2 separate regions of the Mus musculus genome follow, and region 2 is linked to region 1. Evidence: chromatin contacts called from public Hi-C data. All regions are on one chromosome and are shown on one strand. The core of a region is the stretch at or near the end of the contact, and the rest is flanking DNA. Distances in the headings are between cores, read along the strand shown. Region 1 has its middle 38 kb from the start of Gm35208. Region 2 has its middle 33 kb from the start of Gm24208.

Evidence for each region. A called contact is a pair of places that touch in the nucleus more often than the background predicts.
Region 2: a contact with region 1 is called in a Hi-C map of the N1E-115 cell line, with 5 times the contacts expected there. The contact joins two enhancer-like sites. A contact is called at or near these places in 25 of 484 Hi-C or Micro-C datasets (the N1E-115 cell line, cerebral cortex, cortical neurons and 6 more), 2 of 115 datasets of contacts at active chromatin or transcription factors (extraembryonic endoderm stem cells and neural progenitor cells) and 1 of 9 other capture datasets (embryonic stem cells).

What each region holds. Positions count from the first base shown.
Region 1 is chr12:13,021,404-13,029,120 of GRCm38.p6, forward strand. No RefSeq gene overlaps it. Among named protein-coding and RNA genes, the nearest start is that of Gm35208, 38 kb to the left of the region's middle. Within about 2 kb of position 4,713, at least 44 of the 459 cell types and tissues checked have an H3K27ac peak or open chromatin away from gene starts, as enhancers often do. A contact at or near this core is called in the N1E-115 cell line, cortical neurons and neural stem cells, where this site is marked.
Region 2 is chr12:13,210,161-13,217,877 of GRCm38.p6, forward strand. No RefSeq gene overlaps it. Among named protein-coding and RNA genes, the nearest start is that of Gm24208, 33 kb to the left of the region's middle. Within about 2 kb of position 4,616, at least 27 of the 459 cell types and tissues checked have an H3K27ac peak or open chromatin away from gene starts, as enhancers often do. A contact at or near this core is called in the N1E-115 cell line, cortical neurons and neural stem cells, where this site is marked.

The DNA.
Region 1 (7,717 bases), core at 3,463-5,962:
CAAAATAGGGCTGGAGAGATGACTCAGCTGTTAAGATCACTGACAGCTCCTCCAGAGGTCCTGAGTTCAATTCTCATGTGGTTACATGATAGGTCACAGCCATCTCTAGTGGGGTCTGATGCTTTATTCTGGTGTGTGTCTGAAGACAGGTACAGTGTACTCATACACATAAAGTGAATAAATAATTCTTAAGAAAAAACAGCCAGAATAAATGGCGAAAAAAGCAGGACCAGGCGACCCAGTGACCTCCTTCAGTTCCTGCTCAGGGTCCTGTAAGTGACGTTACATTTTTTTCTTTTTTTTTTCTTTTTCCTTTTACTAGATATTTTCTTTATTTACAATTCAAATGTTATCACTTTCCTGGTTTCCCCTCCAAAAACACCCTATCTTCACCTGCCTCGCCCTGATCACCAACCCACCCACTCCAGCTTTTTGGCCCTGGCATTCTCCTATACTGGGGCATAGAACCTGTGAGGTTACATTTAAATTGAGGGCCAGAGATATGCACATCTAAACAGCCATTGCCTAGTATGGTCCCACCTACCACTGACCCATCATTATGTTATCCAATAAGAGGGCTTTGCAGGCAACTAACACATCTCTTCTGAGACAAGATTCCCCATCTTGCTGGGTCCAGGTTCCCAGTTTTTTCCCTCTCCCAGAATAAGAAATCCAGATGAAATTTCTATTTCTTGGGTTCCGTTGTTTCAATAAATGGGTAGTCAGGACATAAGTGTCTCTTTAGAATATCTTCATTCATGCCAAGCTGTTTATACCCTTGGGGGTTTGAATGCCTGGTCTCTGCTCCCACCGAGTGATTTTCCCCCTGAATCTCCAATACCCCAGAACTTGGCATATGCTGTCCCCTCTCTCTGACACCCTTACCCTTTCCTACTAGCTTCTACTTGCTTTTTGTCATCCCCTGTTGTGCTTCCACAGGTCCTATATGTCACTCCATTGGTGATGATGGGAGGCCCTCTTGCAACCTCTTAGAAGTTGATTCTGAAACAGAGATCAGTGTGTGAGGGACTCCCAGGGCTAAGGAACTAGGAATTGAGCATCGCGGCTAGGGAGCTGGGGAGCTGCGTTGGGATGAAGCCACAGCAGAGACTTCAGTCTAGCCTTGCTCTGGGTTCAGACATGGGGTTGGGTCTTCCCTAGACATTGCACAGAAGTTGCTCTGGGAAAGCATCAGTCACAGTGCATGTGGTGTCCTCATTGTGCTGTAAGTCCTTTAAACACTCTGGCTTCTGGGGACTGGTTTCTTCAGTCTGGATAGGGCATGGAGACTATATGTGCCATGGTGACCACCTGTTTAAGGGGCTCCTTTACTCTCTGGCCATGTTTCTTATAGCGGAGAATGTCGATTCCTAAATAAGACACCCTTCACGCTGGACCCTGACCCCTCCACTTATGATGTAGGCAGCTGTCATGCACTCTTGTGTGAAGCAGATCTGTGTTGATCTCTAGCCCCCACACCAGTATACGGCTATAGGAGAAGACACAGAAGTTGGAAGGAAGATGGACAGTCATTTATCCAAGGATGCTTGAGAGATGGATAGATAAAAGGAGCTACAAATGTCCTATAATGTACACTGGGGTACTGACATATGTCCTCAAAGCATGTGGAAGGGGGAGATGGAGCTGACTAAGCTTCTACCAGAAGAGGCCAGCATATCTTTGAGCCTGTTCACTGGCACTGGACCTAACCAAAGGTCCTTATAGTACACACCCATCCTGACCTTGAGAAGAAAGGACATGTATGTGCATGTGTGTCCCTCCCAGGACGGCATGAGACTCACCCAGGGCCCTGAAAGTCTCTGTATAGCTGCACTCATAGTCTTATGGACAATAGTATGAAGGATATTATTATCCAGAGTGAGGGGCTGGCAGTGGAAATATTGCTTCAAGAGCAAATGACAGCTTTCTACCAACTTGAAGTCATTTCCACAAACACAAGAACACCTCCATTCTTTTCAGAGAACCACCACAGCGAGTAGGGGTCCTCTTTTCCTCACGTTTCATATTCATGCATTCAATTAGAAGATATTTTTCTACAATGGCTCAATATTTTAACATTCACTGCCTTCCATTCTTGATGCTTCTCCCTAAATGATACAGCATAGCAGCTAGTTACCATATTAACATATACATTGTATTTGGAATCAGAAGTAATTATGACATTGTTTGTAGGATGTATAGATAGTGTCCTTGGGCTGTATATAAATGCCATATTGTTTGAATAAGACACTTCAGCCCCTATGGATTTTGGTGCCCTGGAGCCAGTTTCCTGGGGATGCCAATAGATGACTGTGTTCTTATAACCTGCATTGTGCAGGTGAGAAGAAGGAAAGAGAAATGAAGAAACTGAACCACACAGCTGAAAAGTGGCAGGGCCTTGTACCACACTGCTGAGAAGCAGTCCTCTTGTGTGCACCAGTCCAGTTTCTCAGTGGGTGTCATCGTTCTAAATTTACAGAGAAGGGGGCAGTTTCAGAGAGAGCCAGCAGTGACTGGAGACAATGAAAACTAAGGAGGTGGTTATGTGCACACTATTTAGTGCCATCTGAAATGGCTTTTAATATAGGACCGGGGCTGTGTGCCAGAGAGGCTCAAGGAGGGAATCATAGAAAGACAACAAGAGAAGGATCACATCCTTCAAGGTTAAAGGGTTTTGTCAGGCAGATGGGTTGAAGGTTGGTGCTCTTCATGTGTAAGTACAGGAGACCAGAAAAGCGGTGTCCTACAAGGACAGAAGTAATGTGTGATGGAAAACAGGAGGATGGGTAGTGGTGGAGGAGGGAAGAGACAGGACAAAGTGACCTTCCTGGCAAGAATATTCCTCCTTCACTTAAAGACCTCAGATGTCATCCTAGGGATCCAGAGAGCCTGACAGGATAGCACCTGCACATTTTGATCTTGGGACAAGAGGGTGGCAGTGCTGAATAGAGAAGGTCAGGTTGGGAGCCTCCCCTCGGCGCCTCCAGCCTGCTGCAAATTTACACGTGACTCTTCTAGGGCAAACTGAAGCTGCTTCCTGCAGATTTAATTCAGTGTCAGCTGCAAAGCTCTATTAACTAAATTGGCCATCAACCTGCGTGTCTGTTCCACATAATGGGGTTTTATACAAAACGAGTTTTTCACTGCGTTAAAAAAGTGTCATGTTTGAATCAAAACTTATTCTATCGCTCAAGCTAATGAAAGCCCCGAACAAGAGCTGATCAATGGGTCCTGAGGTGTTTCCATGGAAACAGGAGCAGAGAGGCAGTGCTCCTAGGTGATGCTGCAGGGTGCTCATTGGCAGGACCCCTCCCCCCATCCAGTCCACCTGAGGTACTGAGACCTGGAGGTGTACACAGAGCAGGGACTCAGACCCAGTATTAGGTTCAGGAGGTCCCTCAGCCTGCTTGGGGCTGATTAAAAGCTGAGTGAAGCTCAGGTGCTGCCATAGTTAAATTCCTATTTGAGGATGTATTTTTAACCTGGCCTTGTGGTAAAGACCCCTAATCCCAGCAAGACCAATAAAACCAGTTACTCAGAAGGCTGAGGCAGGAGGATAGAAAATTCTGAATTTGCCCAGGTTCTAGAATTAGGTCAAGCCCAGGCTGGATAACTCAGTAAGGCCTTGTCCCAGAGTTAAAAGCAAAAATAAGCCGGGCTGCAGCTCAGTGGCGGGGAGCTTGCCCAGCATGCACAAGGCATAACTTTACTCTCCAACACCATCAAAACACAAACAAACAAAAACCGCAAGTATATGATGTTGGAGTTCCCCTGGGCCTTCAGAGTTTCAACTTGAAAGTCTCCCACATGCTGACCACTCAGCGAGTAATCGTCTTATTTTATTTACTACAGGAGACTGGGGCCAGAATATTGAGAGTTGGCATCAAGCTTTAAGATGGAGCCTCACTGCAGGTCTGGGGAGTCACTCCCCACCTCTGGCCGTAGGTTCCCCACCTCTAAACATAAGGTACAAGTGAGCTTCTGTATGGGAACCCAAGAAATACGAATTCCCGTGTCATTCTGCAGATGGTAGACCCTCTGATGGTTAGTTTCTCCATCCATGGTCTCTCATATCCTGCTTCTTCTGTCTAGGCTAAGACTTGGGCCAGCACATAGGCAGCCTTGAGGTCAGGGTGACTCCCACCTAGGTGCTATGAGTAGAGAGGATGGAGTGTTCCTTCTGCCTGTGTGTTAATATCCCACCTGCAAGATGGAGGACTTTTAAAAAAAGATATCAGAAGCTTCAGGTTGCCAACCACACCTACTCAGGCGCCCTTCCTGGGACTTCTTCCCTATCTCACATCAAGGGAGGCCTTGAAGTTGCCATCTTCCTGCCTTAGTCTTCAGAGTAGCTGGGATGATCACAGGCCTGTACTATTACCAGGGGCAGTCAAGGTGAGTATAACCACTGTCACCTTACACACATATGACACTGTCAGGGGAGATTCTTTCAAGCTTCCTTCACCACTAAGTGACACACATGTCTCCAGAATCCTGCCTTTGTTCTTTAAAAACAAACAAACAAACAAACAAACAACAACAATCAGAACCAACCAAGCAAAAACAACAACAACAACAACAACAAAAAAGACAATCACAGTGGCTGCTAAAGCCAGCATTGTCAGGCTTTAGCTGTTGCTTTGAAACCTGCCTTCTGGGCTGGCCTGTGTGAGCTGCTGTGAAGCCTGGCTGTCTGCCACGAGTCCACTCAATTTACCCACATGACCACATGGCTGGGGCCTGTCTTGTGAGGAACGTAAGGCCAGTGAATGGCCCACTCTGTACCAGGAACCAGGGTCTGATTCAATTTAAACCTGCCTGTTCAGGGACCAGCCTAGGGCAAGAAAGCCTGCTTCTTTTCTGAGAAGCATAGGCAAGCTTCAGCCAGAGGCCCTGTAATCAGGTTTGCAGGGGTAACATCAGACCCAGCACTGGCCCCCCGCCCCATTATCACCCGCCTTTGTGGGGTCAGTGTGGTGGCACGCCTGCCCTGTGGCCTCATAAAACTCTTCTTTTCCCCTTAATCAAATCCGGCTTCCAGCCTGGCATTCCCCTGGCCTGAAGTCATCTCCGTGGGGAGAGGATCTGTGCTGGGTGTTAGGCACACAGAACTAAAGGCAAAGATGGCTGAGAGAGGAACCCAAGAGGTCATTTATAGCACACCCTGCAGAGGCAAGATCTGAGGTCAGAATGGAACAATTTGCCTTTGCAAATGTCACAGGCCAGGGCATGGAAAGATCAGGGACCTGAGAGCCACAGGCACACGGTACCTAACATAATCTAGACCAGCAGCTCTCAACTTGTGGGTCAAGACTTCTGGGGGGAGGGGCTGTCGAAAAACCTCACAAGACTCACCGAAGACCATTGAAAATCCCAGATAGTTATATTATGATTTACAACAGTAACAAAATTACAGTTATGAAGTAGCAATGAAAATACTGTTATGGCTGGAGTTCACCACAGCATGAGGGACTATACTAAAGGGTCTCAGCATTAGGAAGAGTGGGATCTGCTGGTTTGAATGGAGGGACAAGTGCATGCTGAACACAGGGAGAGATTGCACGAAGACAAAAAACTCCTGAGAGACCATAGATGCCGCCTACCTCTCCAGAAATGGGGGCTCCTGTAGGAAGTGGTAGATAGGGGAGGAGGGTGTGCCTTTTAGGGAAGATCATTCTAGTCTCAGAGGCTCAGGGTACAGTAAGTCATATCACACAGGATCCTTGCCACCCTCTGAAAAGCCAGTTTGAAGACACCACAGTGAGCAAAGGGTTAATAATAGGTACCTGCCCAGAATCAGAACACACACACACACACACACACACACACACACACACACACACACACACACACACGCAGTCCATGTCAGGATCTCAGCAAAAGCCTCCACAGGGGAGCTTTTGATGAATGTTCAACAAGAAAGTCAACGATCAAGATTAGCTCCCCAGTTGGGGTGGTGGTGCACACCTAATCATTACAGTGTGGGGCTGGTAGAGGCAGGAGGATCAGGTATTCAAAGTCATGCTTAACTACATAACGAGTTTAAGGCCACCTTGGGCTGCAGGAGATCAGGCCTTAAAACAAAACAAAAGGAAAAAAAAAACCAACAAAAAGATGAGAAACCCAACTAAGTTAAATCAAAATGTTATATCTTTAGAGAGATGGAAAGAGCCCTGTTTCTGACTAGAGAGAGGAGGGTTGGACCACTCAGACAGTGAAAGAGCATGCAAAGATTTCTAGATTGGGGGGTGGGCAATGTCATGAGATAGAAAGTCATAAGGAAACATACATTTTTCAGAGTTGCAGATGTAGGAGCTGAGAAACTATGGAGGGAAACTCAGTGGCCCTGAGCAGTCTGTGAGGTGATCAGAATTAAGACTTAAAACCTGAAGGAATTGTCCAAATACAAAGATGTATGGAGAATGCCTCAGAGAGGGAGAGAGAGCAGAGAGAGAGAGAGAGAGCAAGAGAGAGAGAGAGAGAGAGAGAGAGAGAGAGAGCAAGAGAGAGTGAGAAAGAGCAAGATCAAGAGAGAATGGGAGAGGGAGAGGGAGGGGGAGGGGGAGAGGGAGAGGGAGCAACAGCATCTTCCATGGATGGTAGAGCCTCAGGATATCTGGGTCTGACTGGAGCTCAGAGGAGCTTTTCTGAATGTGCACTTCCGCAGAGGTTGGTTTCCTCTTGAGAGAATTTAAACGGCTCCTGTAAAAGCTCCCAACCCAGAAGTGTCACAGAGCAGTGGTGAGTCTCATCCTTGCCTCCTGTACATAAACCCAGCAACATGTTGTGCCCCTTCATTCCTGGCCCATCTAGCAGAGCATTGAGAGCCTTTCCGGGCAGATGTCCCCTTTGATGATTACCAGAGACATCTGGGAGCTGTCCAAGGTGTCCCAGCTTCCCTCCAAAGAAGGCACTCGAAGCTGGAGAAAACCCTGCTGTGGCTTGCCAGCAGCTCCAGCACTAGATTGAGTTAATCTCTACTGTGCATCTCTGGAGACCTGTCACTGCTTGACCTCAACTGAACCTCTGAGACAGTTTAAGGCAATGGATCCTATCAATATCAATGCAATACAAGGGACTTTATGAGTACCAGAGCCTACCAGGAGTTTAGACATTACTCAATATATCACTTCTTTCTCCCAGGAAACAAACTCAGAAGACAAAAGCTCTTTTCCTAATCTCAAAGCCCAGATTTGGAAAGCCAGCAAGCGTCCTCTGATTTCCTCTGTGCAACAGGGTCTTCTGACCCACCTCTATAGAACGAGCACTGTGTTATGAGGGAGACTCAAGCAGAGGTCAGCTATAGTCTCATAGTTCTGTGTTCTCTGTATCTTGCTCTCCAGTTCTCTCCATCTCTCAGTTATATGTGCGGTAAAAAATGCTTTCCCTGGTGATACTCACAGTCCCAATTTTGATGGACAGTTGACGGACAGAGAAAGCCTGTCTAGTTAATAGTCTGCTTTCAAGACCACTGGCTTAAGAGTGCAGCATGTATGGGCAGGTTGGGGGAAGAAGATCTGTTCCCATGCTCAGGAGTGATAATGGCAGGAGGCGGAATCATAGCAGACTTTCTCTCCTTCCCACCTTCCTAGGGCTTTCAAGTATGATCACGTCTATTCTCTAATTATTGTTCTATTCATTTGTAAAGTTAGGACATTATTCGGATTAGTAAAAGTTCTCTCTTATTGTACACAGTTTCGTGAGTTTTGAGAAATGC
Region 2 (7,717 bases), core at 3,366-5,865, 190 kb after region 1:
GAAGGATGGGGAGGAGTGTGCTTTTCATTTTAGTTCAGCAAACATTTCCGGAGCCTTTCTTGTGTGCCAGGCGCAGAGTAAAAGCACTAGGGATGTGCAAATGAGTGACAGGAGTTCCTGCTCCTTGAGCGCTTACAGGCTAAGCAGGGAGCAGGAGGTGCAGCCTGATCATCGACACCAACTCTGCCTCCCTCCAGAATCTTCCTTCTGACTTTCCCTATTGAAGTCACCTTGGGAAAATGAGCTCATCTCTTTCTAAACAGAGCTTTGCCAGCTTTGTCAATCTCTGTGAAACACGAATCTCTGGTTCCATCGATTTTCTTCTGTTGTTTCCATTTTTTGTTTATTAACATTTGCTCTAATCTTTGTTGTTTCCTTCCGCCTGCATGCTTTGGGATTTATTTTTTCTCTTTATTCCCCCTAGTTCCTTAAGATGGGAATTTAACATGAGATTCTCTTTTTATCTTGAATTTAAAAAATTATGTGTATGTACGAGTGCCTGCATGTATGTATGTGTACCATGTGTGTGCCTAGTGTCCTCTGAAGCCCAAAGGGGAGTCGGATCCCCTAGAACTGGAGTTATGAGTGGGTTCTGGGAACCACGTTCAGATCCTCTGCAAGAGCAGCAGGCACTCGCTCTGAAGCCCTGAGCCGTCTCCCTAGCTCCCCTCTTTCCCATTTAATACAACGATTCACAGCTATAAATTTCCCTCTAGCCACTGCTTTAGCTTCTTCCCCTAGCTGTCTTTACCATTTCTGTTTTCACCTTTCTCAGAGCAGTTTCTAATTTCTCTCAGGATTTCATCTTTGACATGGCAGCTCCATCTCTTCCTTGTGCTTGTTTACTGCTATGATGCTCTCTGTTGTTGACTTCCAAGTTCGGTCCAGTGTGTTTGGTGCCCGTGTAGCTCAAAGTCTTTTGAGCAGACTGAGGCATGTCTATGGACTACCATATCCTGGGGAATGCTCCCTGTGTCCTAGAGGGATATGTATTCTGTTGTTGGGGCCTCTAAAGATAGAGTCTTCTCAGCCTATATTCTGCTAGTTATAATTAAGTCTTTCCAGTTCTGGTTGAAAACCAGGTATTGAAGTATCCAACTAGTATTCTTGAATTTTTACCTTGTTACTTTAAACCACAGTTTCCTTAAAGGACAATAATTATTCCTGCTTTACAGAGGGGTAAAGAATTTAAAATACACTGGGTGGTGGTACGTACCTTTAATTCTAGCACTTGGGAGGTAGTGGCAAACAGATCTGTGAGTTCAAGGCCAGCCTGGTCTACAGAACAAGTTCTAGGATAGATAGAAATAGATAGACAGACAGAAGATGGGTGGGTGGTTGGTGGATGGAGAGAGAGAGAGAGAGAGAGAGAGAGAGAGAGAGAGAGAGAGAGAGAGAGAGAGACTGTGCACGGTGAGTACTGCTGCAGTGGCTCTGGATGATTGGCAGTGCACAGTGGTGGGGAGAAAGCTTTCCATCCAGTAGCTAGCTGGTTCTGGGTTACATCAACATACTTTCAGTCTGGAAAACACAACCCCCCTAAAGGAGACAGTCACGGCTCAGCCCTGTATGACTCTACAGCCTAATTTCCAAGATGTACATATCTCCCATCTTAAAAAAAAAATCACGAAACTTACAAGCTAACATATTCTAACCTGTCATCCGAACTCTGCTAGCTGGATCATCACAGAAGGGTCACGAAACTTGCCTACTCCTCTCTCATTCCTTTCTTTTCCCTGTTTAACAAATAAATGCTTACTAGCAGCCCTGGCCGGGCCATACTCTGCCCTGGGTCCAGAGTATGCTGAAGGTCGGCCTGCTTTAAATGCCCTTCTCTCTGCAGCAAGAGGTAGTATGTCTAAGCAGGTAAATAAAATGCAGGAAGCGTATACTTTGGGAGGGGAAGGAACAAAAGGTTTAGAGCACACATAAAGACAGAGGTGACCTGCCTAGTAGGGAGGAGATCGTGAAGGAGCAGGAAGAGTGGTTCCCAACAAAGCACTACCAAAAACTGACAAGACATGCAGTCCTCAACAGCAGCTTGAGTTTCATAACCCTTCCTGCCCCTGCCAGCCCTCTTAGGTGGGAGGGGGCCCGGGGAGGAGGAGGAGGAGGAAAACAAGAGGATGTTACACTAAGTGAGTCATCCAGCCTCAAATAACCGAGAGCTGCTAAAGCAGAAAGTTCTCAGCTTGGAAGTGTGCCAGCTTCAGTGCTGCAAAAATAGCCACGATGAATTCACATATTTCTCTGGGAGTGTTGGTCCATCGTACCAGTGAAATCTCAGCCACAGCAAATTGGAACTTGGGGCCCATATGCTCAAAATCATGCTCAGATTTTGGTCAAAGGTTTTCTTGAGAAGGCTGAAAAAGCTGTGATTTTGTTTTTTTGTTTTTTGTTTGTTTGTTTGTTTGTTTGTTTGTTTTACTGAAAGTGGTCTATTCTTCCATTCTGTTGGGGTTATTACACTATGGGATATTGTTTCCTGCTCGGAGTGAAAAGTCTCGGTGTTTTTCTGTTGAAGGCCTCCATCATCTAAGCATGATAGTCTCGTCAGTTGGAAAAGGTCACAATGTAAGAATGCCTGCACACTGTAGAGGGAGAAGAGGCATTGTAGCCCAAAAGCCTCTCACTAGACCATTGGTTCCTAGCTTTCCTAATGCTGCAACCTTTTAATCCAGTTCTGCATGTTGTGGGGACCCCCAACTATAAAATCATTTCATTGCTACTTCAGAACTGTAATGGTACTACTGTTATAAATGGTAAAATAAATATCTGATATACAACTGTTGGTGGCCCACAAGTTGAGAACCACTGCTCTAGCAGCACCTTGACCCACCTGGAATAGGTATGTGACAGTTTTAGAGAGTTTAGAGCTAATTTGCTTAGTTAGTTAGTTAGTTAGTTAGTTAGTTAGTTAGTTAGTTAGTTAGTTTTTCAAGACAGGGTTTCTCTGTGTAGCCCTGACTGTCCTGGAACTCACTTTGTAGACCAGGCTAGCCTCGAACTCAGAAATCTGCCTGCCTCTGCCTCCCGTGTGCTGGGATTAAAGGCGTGCACAACCACGACCCGCTAGCTAATTTATAATGTGTAGGGGAGACAAAGAGATGAGCTGAGGTTTTCCTGGAGGGGCACAGCAGGAAAGCCCACCTTCCAGGGCTTGACAAACTCAACATCCAAGACCCTTGCGCCTCAGGCTCCTTACCTGAAAAAGGATAGCGCTGGCTCTTACATGAGTCAGAATCCAAAATATCTGGCTTCTGGGTGGCATTCCAGAGCAGACTTTTCATTCAAGGGGCTGGGTAGGATGACTCAGGGCCCTGACACTGGGTAAGATCCTGACAGTCAAGGAGGGAAGATCTCCCAGCAGGCAACAGCATAAGAATAAAGGCAGTCCTAGCACCATTACTTTCCAGCCATGTCATCTTTAAACTAGTAACTACCCTCTTGGTGATGCTTGGGAAATATGAAGGTAACCTAGCTTCTGGGTTGTTAGGACTGAACCAGAATGGGTACTTAGAATGATGCCAAGTTCACAGTATAGACCAATAAATGATACTTACTGTTTTTTACATAGGGGTTGGTGGTATGAATGGAGAGGATTTAAGGAGGAAGGTTGGGAAATAAAAGATTTAAGCGTCTTAGTTTGGATTTAATTAATAGAGGCCTATCTCACTTTCTTGGGTGGGTTTGACACAGATGATAAACTATATAACACTGAGTGTAATTTTAACTGTGCACTCAGTGGTAGAAACCAAATGAATTCTGTCACAGATTTAAATGGCCCCAGCAGAGGATGTTCTTGAGTTGGTGACTCAGTTCTGCTTCCATCACCTAAGAAGCTATTCAGTCATAGTAGAAGGTATATAGCTGGAGAGAAGCCATTCACTGATAGCAGAAGGTATATAGCTGGAGAGAAGCTATTCAGTGATAGCAGAAGGTATATAGCTGGAGAGATGGCTCCCACTTAAGAGCATTTGTTGATCTTGCAAAGGACCTGGGTTTGGTTCCAGCACCTATGTTGGCTCAAGTCATGTATAACGCCAGTTCCAGGAGATACAATATCATCTTAAGAGCTCTACAGGTACCAGGCACATAAAATATGCAAACACATCAAAGAAAGTTTAAAAAAAAAGATAGGAAGGAAGAAAGGAAGAAAAATAGAAGTTACTTGCTGAGAAGGGAGATTCTGAAAGACCATCCACGTTTTGAGTGTTCACATAAGTCCCCATGAGCTGCCATATGAAGTGACTAGGCTCATTGTCCAAGCTGTGCAAGCCCACACATCCTGCCCTTGTCCTCACCCATACCCACCCACAGGCAGGCAAGTCCACCAGGGCCATTCCACAAATTTCTAGCATGCTCTCCAGGGGCAATGGTGTAATTCCTGGGATCAGCTGCATAGGAGGCAAGAAAGCCGGTGGGTGTCAGCAATTAGTTAATGTGATACCCACCTCACTTCGTTCAGAGCTGGCCTTTCAGAGACAGGCAAAATCAAAGGAAATGACTGAGAAAAAGCACTCCAAGTTCTGGAGATGTTAATGAGCACAGCAATTAGCGTAAGCACGATCCTGACATGTATGGAAAATCTTTATACGGAGAAGTCTCCAATGGTGGGCCCAAGAGAAGGCGTGGGGTGGGGGGTAGTCCACCATACTGTGACAGGAGGAACCACCCAGGCACTAGCCATGTGGGGCCAATTCGCTAAGGAAAAAAAAAATTCCAATTCACACTTCTTGGCCTTCAAGATCTAGGTAAAAAAAAAAGCCACAGACTCTGACAAATGTAATGGGGAAATAATTCCTTGGAATCTGTGAATTTGCTTAGATGGAAAAGAGGCAAGTCAGGTAATCCTTAAGTGACCCCAAGTGGTAAAAATACACCAACACATGTGTTCAGGCCTTTGTGGGTATTCACAGCGCGACACTAGCACCACCTAGTGTACAGAACTGGGAAGTGAGCCACAAACCCACACACCCTGACTCTGGTTGTCTCCATTAGCACATAGGTTTTATTCTGCAGTGTTTTCTTGGTGCTGGGTTGTGAGCCAGTGGGAAAACGAGTAACAATTTATGGATGGACACACATTACAAGATTTGTTATTACAGTCTACAGTACTAATACCAATATTTTAAGTAAACAGTATGTAATGATACGGATATGATCCAATTTCTCCAAATTGCCTGGCTTTTAATGCCAAACAAAATATCTCAAACTGTAGTCTGAGACTGTAAGCCGGTCCTCGCTCAAGCATGTCTCAGGGTTCTTTAGCAAGCGCTTGTAAGTCTGACTGTGGCTAAGCATGCCATCTCATGAACTTTAAATGGCTTCTACAGGGCTTTCTTGCTAGCCCCCTTTACAACAATTTCCTCACAGTAAAAGATCAGAATCAGTTCCCACCAGTCCAGTACCACTTTGTCTAAACACAGAATTTCCCTTTATGTCCAGTCAGACTTTAAGCAGCTAACATCTGCGAGCAGCCAGGGAATCACAATATGTGGGGAAGGAAAAGCCAAACTCATGATGGCCATCACTACTTCAACACTCAAGTAATAGTCTCTCCTCCTCTAATCAGTTTCTATCCGAGATTCTCTACAAAACCCTGAATGCACACTCATGCACATGTGCATGCATGCATGCATAGGGATGGATCAGGCTCCACTTAAAACAGCTTGCTAGCATCACCTGGGACACCCAAGGCCTACTCCATCCAGAGCAGTCACGGCAGAGTTCCTGGAGGCAAGGTCTAGACAGACCCTGCACTTCATTTAAGGAATCTGGCTCTCATGTCCTTTGGGCCATCTTTAGGGTAAAAATTTGCCATGAGAAAAGCTCTGAGAGCTACTTCTGTGTTTCTCTCAGTGGTCCTGGGTTCTGTCCTTGAACTAACAGACTCTGATGTGAGTAGGTTAAAGAGAAGTCTGTAACTCTTATTGGGTCCTGCAGACCTCCTAGATTGCAAAATCTTTCAGATTTCTCTCAATAGTTTAACTAGAAGTGGAATATCAGAAACAAAGAAACTAAGGCTTTAAAGAATTTTAAATGAATCTAAAACAACTGAACAGAAATTGACAGCAAAATACTCAATCTTTTCCTCCCTTAAAGGAACCAACCCCCTACAGTGCCCTCTCTCCCTATAAATCCCATCCCTCCTCCCCACCCCACCCCCCAGGAACCCCCTTTAGTTCCCTCATCTCTTCCTCCCTTGAAAGACATCCTTCACAATAGCAAACTAGTATCCCTCCCTTTCCTTCCTGGACCATTGCATTTTTGTTCCAATAGTCCCTCCTCCACTCCCACGAAACCAGATCACTTCGGGACTGCTACTAGTCCTTTGGAAAATGACATTATCTAGTCAAACGATAAGATTGCTGTAAGGAAATCTACCCTGGGTTTCCTTGTGCATTTACTCTTTTTTTTAATTTATTTAATGTATCTTATCAAATGACAATGAAGCACATAATTTCTCTAAGTCAAAACAAGGCAAGGAATGTGACGAAATGGTTCTACCCATTTCCAATTGGCCAGGAACCAATTCTTTTCTTTCTTTTTAAATCTGGGGCAGACTGAGTCATTGCCACATAGTTCTACCTTGAAAAGGGAAAAAAAGAAAAAAGAAAAAAAGACCGACTTCAAGCTTAGATCTTAGTTTATATTTAGCTTATAACCCATAATATAGTGGCCGGGTGGGGGTAGGAAGGGTGGGGGTGGTGGCAGTCACAGGGAAGGAGCAGGGTACAGAGTCAAGTGGGAAGTGCCTCCTATCTGCTTCTCACTAGCACTGATCTATACTCTATAAACACACAGCAAGGTTTAAGTACAACAAGTTCTATTTTAATTCATAAAATATATTCCACAAGGCTCTTCCTGGGTTGTTAGTGTGACTGTCAATCAGCACAACCCCTTCAGAAAGTAATCTGGCACTGGCGGTCTGGTCCTGGAAAATATCCAGTGTTCAGTCTTGAATTCAGTGTTCAAGACAACATTCTGAGAAGGTACGCACTGCAGCACTGTACAAGGACAATGGAAATAATGTAAATAACAAGAAATACGGTACGAGTGCCCCTCATCTACTGAACTTTCGCAGAACGCCTGATAGGCTGCTGAATAATGCACATTCTTTTCCTTTTCATGAAGGAACCACAGCTTAGAGAAGCTGTGACCTTGCGCTCTGATATACTGAAGCATGGGCTCATGCAGATTCCACCCAGGCCACAGTGACTGAAGCTCATATGCCTCTAAGTTCCCCTCAGTGCTCATCAGCACTGCGGGAGCGTTATGACATAAATTATCAATGGATTGTTACAAGCTTATTAAGAGTGGAAATACATCCCAATTCCTCAAGCACAAAACCACTCCAGTCACTATGCAGGGGTGACCCTCAGAATCAAAGCCCGAAGCCACACCCATCGAACACTGAAGTGGAGTAAACCATAGCATTTGTTTAGAGAGAAGAATGACCCAGACCTGTGAGCAGCATTTCAGCTCCTGTAGAACTGAAAAAACAAGGGACAATAAGGAAGCTGAGTCAGAAACAGTACCATTTACAAGTTAATATTTAACATGTTCTAGCCTTTGCAGGGCCTCTAGTGCTCTGAGGCAGACGCCAAAGTTCTGTGACCAAGATCTGACCATGCAGCAGCTCAGATAAGACCCAGTTACAGTACCAGACAATTCACAGAGAGTGGGCAGCTATTTCCTAGGGTCAGCCAGGTCC